2 separate regions of the Gossypium arboreum genome follow, and region 2 is linked to region 1. The links are chromatin contacts, called in public Hi-C maps. All regions are on one chromosome and are shown on one strand. Each heading gives the region's core, a stretch centred on a gene start, on an enhancer-like site or on the middle of the called end of the contact. The rest is flanking DNA. Distances are from core to core; before and after follow the strand shown.

Region 1 (3,547 bases), core at 699-3,198:
TGTAGTGTCAAAAAACATGTAGAGGAGTGGATTGGTTTGGGTTAAACTTTAAAGCAGGAAAAAGGTAAAGGAAAACGGTTACATCAGTCAATGTCTATAAAGCAAATGAATAATTAAAACACAAAAATCATCAAAGTGTTTCTCAAGTATGAAATTCGAGGTAGGTTTCCAAAAAGGAAACCAATGAGGAAACAGCACAAAAACCCAAACACACAAAAGAACTGCATAATGAACATTGAAAATAAGCTTTGGAGGTAAAAAGGAGTATATAGGGAGTTTACAAAGAGACCCACCAGGGATGAAATCAAAAGGTGGCTGTTGTGTAATGAACCCTGTGCGAGGGACCTCGCTGCTTGAGTGGGGTGAAACATTAGAGCCACCGTTAACCCCAGCATTAGCACCATTGAAGGTTCCAAACTGGTAATGGGAGATAGTGCCAAGTCTTCTATTGGGGATGTTGAGACAGTATGGGGGTGGTTCAGCTTTTGTGGCTGCATCTCTGCAGACAAAATTTGGAGTTTCTTCCATTTTTCTATAAACAGATTGGCTCAGTTTCCTCCTCCTATAGGCAGTCGATTGTTCTCTATACTTCCTTGCCATAATCACATGCCAATGGTTCTTGACAGCATTATCAGTCCTTCCAGGGAACAGCCTAGCTATCATTGCCCACTTGTTACCATAAAGTCTATGAGCTTGCATTAGCCTCTCTTCTTCTTCTTCAGTAAATGCTCTTCTATTGATCCTAGGGTCCAATTGATTAAACCATCTTAGCCTGCAGCTCTTACCTTCAAGCACAATCAAACAAAAGTCATAATAAGTGGGAGAAGCCTTGTTAGTGAACTAAAGAATAAAATAACACTGCTTTTGCCATTTCTTGACCATTAACTTACCAGATCTTCCTTCCAACTTCTCTGCTATAAGGTTCCAGTTTTGAGGGCCATAAAGAGCTACAAGTTCCTTGAGCTTAGTATCTTCTGCAGGCCTCCAGTGGCCTCTTGCACAAAGCTTTGACTGACCACTATCTGTTTCCTTGCCACTTACGGTATTATCATTGGGGTTCTCTTCATTTAAGATGGCATTGAGATTAATGGTCCTACTATCATCTCCAAACCCATCACTGCAATCTGAGCTTTGACCTTCCACAACATCAGAGCTATGGTTTTCCTCAAAGCTCCTTGTTTTGCAGTTCCCCATGAAATGAAAACCCCAAGAAGCTCTTTCATTTTCCATCTCTGGGACCTTACAACCATAACTGTCCTGCGTGGAAGAAACACTTGAGCCTAGAATACCATAGTTTTGACCGAGAGAAAGGGAACCCATGTCTGGGTAAACCATCCCCATTGAAGAACCAAGAGAAGATGAAGAAGAAGAGGGAATACTGGTTAAGTAATAGCCTGGCGTATTCATGTTGAATGGTGCTGGTGCATATATATAACACACTTGTTAACCATGCTTCATTTCCTCTTCTGACAAATGCTGTTATACAATTGTTAGAAAGTCATGTTCATGCACAGATGATTTCAAAAACAAAGTTTGACAAACAGTGAAGGACTGGAAAAGTGAAGTTATGCAGCAGCTGGGAGAAAAAGAAAAGGATTAAAACTTGAAACAGCAAAAACAGCTAGGGATATGTGTATAAGGGAGAAAACCTACAAAGGAATGGACTAAAAACAGTGATTGAAGTAGTTCAGCTAGTTCCTATTATTAAATTTTTAATGTCACCAACATCATTCACACGTGTGTAAGCGCCCTTTTTCTCTCTCACTGATGGGCATGAGGGTTCTTAGGCTGTCCCTCTCTATAATGACAAGAAAGACTCATAATGTGATGTGTGTAAGCTTGGGGTGGTGCAGGTCTTAGACACCTTTCTTTTCAAGGCAGAAATTTTGAGAGCTTGACAAAACAGGCCCCTATCAACACACTAGTAAATAAACCTAGCCCTTTCCATCTCCATCAAATATCAGTCCCCATACAACTTTTTTTTATTTTATTTTTAACTTGAGGATTAGGTTTAACCTAGGGTTCAGTTAACCACCTGAAGTTGACCCAAAACTAACACCCACCCCCCCAAAAAACCCCCGAACCAAGAATTTACCGTATTCATCATGTCCCTTCCTTCCCAACTAACAGTACAAAATGGCTTATCCTTGTCTCTTTCATCTAGGCTTATCTCTCTTATCTCCATTATTAGAAACAAAGATTCTACTAATTAGTTTAGACACAAATATAAAAAGGGTATTTATTCTTTTCCCTTGATCTTTTTGCCATCGTAGTTAATCACTAATTTAATATGGTGGTCATAGTTTTCTGCCCAAAATATATCTGCTCCATCACCTTGTCATGTGTAAAAAAATATATATTTGTTTCACTGTTTTGTTACACTTTTACAAGACTGAACAGTAAAAAACAGAAGAGATGTAACGTGTAAGGTAGATTCAAGGGGCTACCTTTCTCTAAGATCACTAAAACCCACAAATAATACATTACTACCTTTTTTTCTGCCATCCCTGATGTATGTATGTAGATACATGCACAATATGTCAGTAATGGGATGCATCAGAAAATTAGATAATCATCAATGTGCCAAGTTTGTACATTTTTTTTCTTTCAAGTTAATTGACAATTAAACAGTGCATTCCATAGGGCATTTGAGAAAATTGTTTAAGGAGGTTGTGCTGCCTAGTGCTTCTGTCATGAGTCAATGGCCTATTGAAAGATTGGCCTCTTTTTTAGTTTTTACCACGAAGTTACAGAATGTCCAGTTCCCAGTTACTTTACACAGTTTTTTTTACCATTAATGGCTCAAAGGGTGACTCTAATGAGAGCCTATAAATAGGAAACAAAGCTTTTCTTTGATAGTTTGTGATTGCTTCAAAGAGGATGATGATGAGTCAGATCAATGAATGAAGTAACTTCTCAAATAGTAAACAAAATTTGGCATATTCAGAAACAAAAAACCTCAATTAAACCAGTTAAAAGCACAAGTATATTTCCATGTAAGGAATGTCCTTAACTTTTACCCACAAAAAATGTGAAAAGATATGCTTGGATAAAAGAATGGACCTAATATTGTATTTTTATTTTGTTCCTTTTTACTTTTTTTCTCAGTTTTCACTAACTGGAAACCTAATGACAGACCTTTCATTTATTGTGATCACTGAGGCTAACAGGAATGTACTATCTCTGATGCTGATGCGATGAGTTGGTCAAAGAAAGCTTTGAAAGCTTACTTTACTTGAGAAAACAAAGCGTCTAAAACCCTAAAAATATATAATTAGCAAAAGGTGTAGGAGAGGAGGGGTTAGACCCTCCATTATTGCTGTTTAGTTGTAATTAGGTCAGTTAAAATTGTTAGTCTTATTATTTCATGGTTACTTCCCATGGGGGTCCCAAAACCAATGAGGGAGGCATATTAGTGGTTTTTCCCTGGAGACTCACTGCAGTAATTATTAATGGTGGGTTTTCTTTTTATCTTTTACTTCTGCCATAAGATTACAGGGTTGTCTTGATGTCATCATCACATTGGGACCCGGTAAAAACAGTTGAT
Region 2 (3,655 bases), core at 3-2,502, 50 kb after region 1:
ATATGTTTCAATTACATTCTAATTCACAATTTAGGCCCTTAAATTTTTGAAATTACACTATTACTCCAAACTTTTCAATTTTTTACAATTTAGTCCCTACTCAATTCATTCATCGATTGAGCTAATTCCTTTCAAATAACACTTTATCAAGACATTATGAACTTCTTCAAAGCCTTTAACACTCAAAATTTCATCACAAAACCCTAGTTCCAACAACTTTCACAATTAGATCCTAAAAATTAATTTCTATAAAAATCTCTTCATAAAATCATCATATGATAAAATTAAACCTCAATTCCATGATAAATTATCATAAAATTTCAGCACTTATTCATTGAAACTTTTAAAATTATCCATGAAGTCAAAACTAATGAATTAAACAAGTGGACGTAATTGTAAAAGTCTCAAAAACACAAAAATTACAATAATAATCAAGAATTGAGCTTACTTGTAGTAAAAATATGAAAAACCAGCTCTAAAGTTTCTTCAATGGCTGTTTTTAGCTGAAGAGGATGAAGAAAATTGAAGAAATCTCTAGATTTCCAATTACATCCCATTTTTAACTATTTAATTTTTACTTCTTTTCCAATTTTACCCCTTGTTCACACCTAATTTCAATATTTCCTGCACACATATGCCGTCCAACCCAATAATAGGTGTTTAATTGCCTATTTAGTGCTCCTTTAATTATTACTAGAGCTATTTAATCATATTTCATAGTTTTGCACTTAATTCGATTTAGTCCTTTTTACCCAATTGACTATCGAAACTTTAAAATTTCTTGACGAAAATTTAATACTAACTTACTAACACTTCATAAATATTTATAAAAATATTTATGGCTCAGTTTAATATTCTGAGGTCTCAATACCTCGTTTTCACTTCCAAATTATTTTTTATTTATTATAAAATACTATTCTCTATTTCAATCATTTTCCTAACTTCACATATAGCTTGTTTTTATTAAGTTAATAATATTTTCTACTTATTTGTCGAATTTAGTGATCTCGAATCACTGTTCCGACACCACTGGAATTTGGGCCGTTACATTATCATAATCGATTACTTGGGAGGCATAGAAGTCTTTTAGGTGAGGAATGATGAGACCAAGTCAAACAGGCTAGGCGAGGTTGATGTGTGAGCCATGCAATGAATGAGCCAACATTTGTCATTGTCTAGGTAGACTAAAGGTATTCCACGTACCTTGCACACATGAGTTCCTTGAGCTAAATCTTGACGATGTGAAGTTTGGCATTGCTCATGACAAAGTCTCGATGTTGATGTTTCGCAAGGTTGTGGTGGTGGGACTCACACAATGAAGTGCTTATAACAAAGGGTAAACTATACCCAAAGTAGCTAAACTATTAGTAAGTTTACATCTTTATCACTCAATGTCAAAAAATTATAAAATGGTTATTGAATTATTCGAAAGTTTTTATCTATGTCATCGAGCTGTTAATTTTTTTTTAAAGTCCGGCTAACAAACTTCAAGCGACGATTTAATGATCTGTAAATGGATCAGTACCGATCGACTACGTTAGATCTCAGTCAATCTAACGGTCAATGTTGGAGAATGAAGAAGAAAGCTGTTTGGCAGTAATTTTAACAATTCAGTTACTTGAATGAAAAATTTTGAATTGTTTGATAATTATTTTATGACTTTTTGAAGCTGAGTGATCAAAATTTAAATTTTCTGATAGTTTAATGACATGGGTGTAGTTTTACCCTCTAATAGAAAATAATGTAGATAACAGTACCAGAAGATATACATTATGTATATTGTCAAATAACATTTCATCAATCCATTAATGGATATAAATGCAGATCCAGTGATATGAAGGAACATAAACTCTACTAAATGCATGGCCGTAGGAACCAATCCTGGGTTTAAAAAACTCTTCTAATTCAGTCTAGGACTATATATATTAATATGGTCTTCGAGACAGTTGGAACACTTCTGGGTTTGTGTAGGATAGCTTTGACTTCTTAAGACCCTCGTTTAAAAGTGATCCATGGATGCCTGCACCAATAAATGCTTCTCTTTCCGCACAAGGGATCAAATTTCAGAACATTGTACCTCAGTCAAATGACCCATTGCTGCTTAAGAGCCATGAAAGTTATTGACATGCAAGTAAAAAAAAAAAAAAGAAAGAAAAGAAAAGGACAGATTAAATGAAATGAATTTAGCTGCGTTTAGCAAGATTCTTATTTTACTTTTGGCCTAATTGCATTTAACTGAACCCTAAAATGAAGCCTACAAAAGATAAAACAGTCACCAAATATGGTGAAACATTGTAGTCACACTTTGATATCCTAGTGGTACTAGTTATAAGTTATAACTATACCAAATACCAATAAAGTAGAAAACAAGCTGAAGTCAGCATTCAGTACTGATCAGGGCATAGGGATAGGGTTTAGGGTTAAAACAGGGTTTCATTTCATAGACTGATCTGAATTATCCAAAACATGGAAAGAGGGGATACATATGAATGAGAGAGAGAGTTAGACCATACCCTATTTCTTAACGGTCAGTAAGCATTTTCTGAAACAGAAACCAAAGGGAGAGCTTTAAAAAAGATATGGAACTGAGTCACTGTCAAAAATTAATACTACATATAGTAATTATAGGTTTGTTTTCCTAGCACTTTTTGGTTTTTTTATGATTTGCAGGATATAAACAGCTCATTGCAAATGGGTGGTCTAAGCAATGACTTTGGGGGGCAGGTTTTGGAAACCAAAAAATAGGCTTATATTAGCCTACTTACTACTAATTATTTGTACAGTGTTTGTGAGAAGTTAAGCAACTGTTCATATGGGGCTGAGTTTGTCTGTTTGAGACTTTCTTTCATTGATTGGGGGATGAGACACAGTGTTACTAGCATAGATGAATTGTCTGTAGGCTGTAGCTTAAGAGTTGCTTTTCGTATAGTTACTTATTTGCTACAGTGTTTAAACTCTATTCTCTTCACTGAGCAAAGAGGAACAAGTGATTGTACCTATCCACGTGTGTAGACCCCTTTTCGCGCTGTTCCAAACAAACAAAGCAGGCCCAACGGTTCATGGTCCTGTTAGACAACCGTACAATAAAGGGTTGTGTATTGCGTGTCCATTGCTTGCATGTATAATTTTCAGACCTGGTATACTGACATTGACAAGGGATATACAGTTTGTATGTTTAGAGTCCTTAGTGAAAAAGAAAAAACAAAGGTGGGGAAATGTAATGTTTTAATAACATGCTAACATTCAACTTCCTAACTATAAATTAAAGGACCCTTTTGCTTGTTTCATGGACGACATCTACATCCTCTTGCAATCTCACTCCCAAAGCTTCTCTCCTTCATTTTCATGGATGCATTTAGAGGCATTACGGCTTGCGCTTCGAGACACTTTTTCGAGGTTTAAATTAATTCTTCTACTGTGGTTATGTGCTTCCCACTCACCTTAATCCAATGGAACATATGGAATTAAATCAGTGAGGACATTGTTCTAGATTTAGTGGTATCCATGAGAAATGAGACCACAAAATAGTGGCTTGATTACCATTGGGGCCCTTAAGGCTGGAAGGCTTACATTAATATATACTGTAAGTGTTGTACTAGAGGGACTATTTAGACCTCATTGAACATTGATTCCCATTCCCAACATTCATATTTCT

Evidence for each region. A called contact is a pair of places that touch in the nucleus more often than the background predicts.
Region 2: a contact with region 1 is called in a Hi-C map of leaf, with 3 times the contacts expected there. The contact joins the enhancer-like site here to the promoter of LOC108463330 in region 1. A contact is called at or near these places in 2 of 5 Hi-C or Micro-C datasets (both in leaf).

The regions. Positions count from the first base shown.
Region 1 is chr13:23,889,272-23,892,818 of ASM2569848v2, forward strand. LOC108463330 (transcription factor CSA-like) reads right to left here and starts at 1,949. Exons shown (of 3, transcript XM_053024671.1): 1 at 891-1,949; 2 at 294-785. The coding sequence starts at 1,407.
Region 2 is chr13:23,939,874-23,943,528 of ASM2569848v2, forward strand. No RefSeq gene overlaps it. Among protein-coding and RNA genes, the nearest start is that of LOC108463330, 50 kb to the left of the region's middle. Within about 2 kb of position 1,253, at least 1 of the 2 cell types and tissues checked has an H3K27ac peak or open chromatin away from gene starts, as enhancers often do. A contact at or near this core is called in leaf, where this site is marked.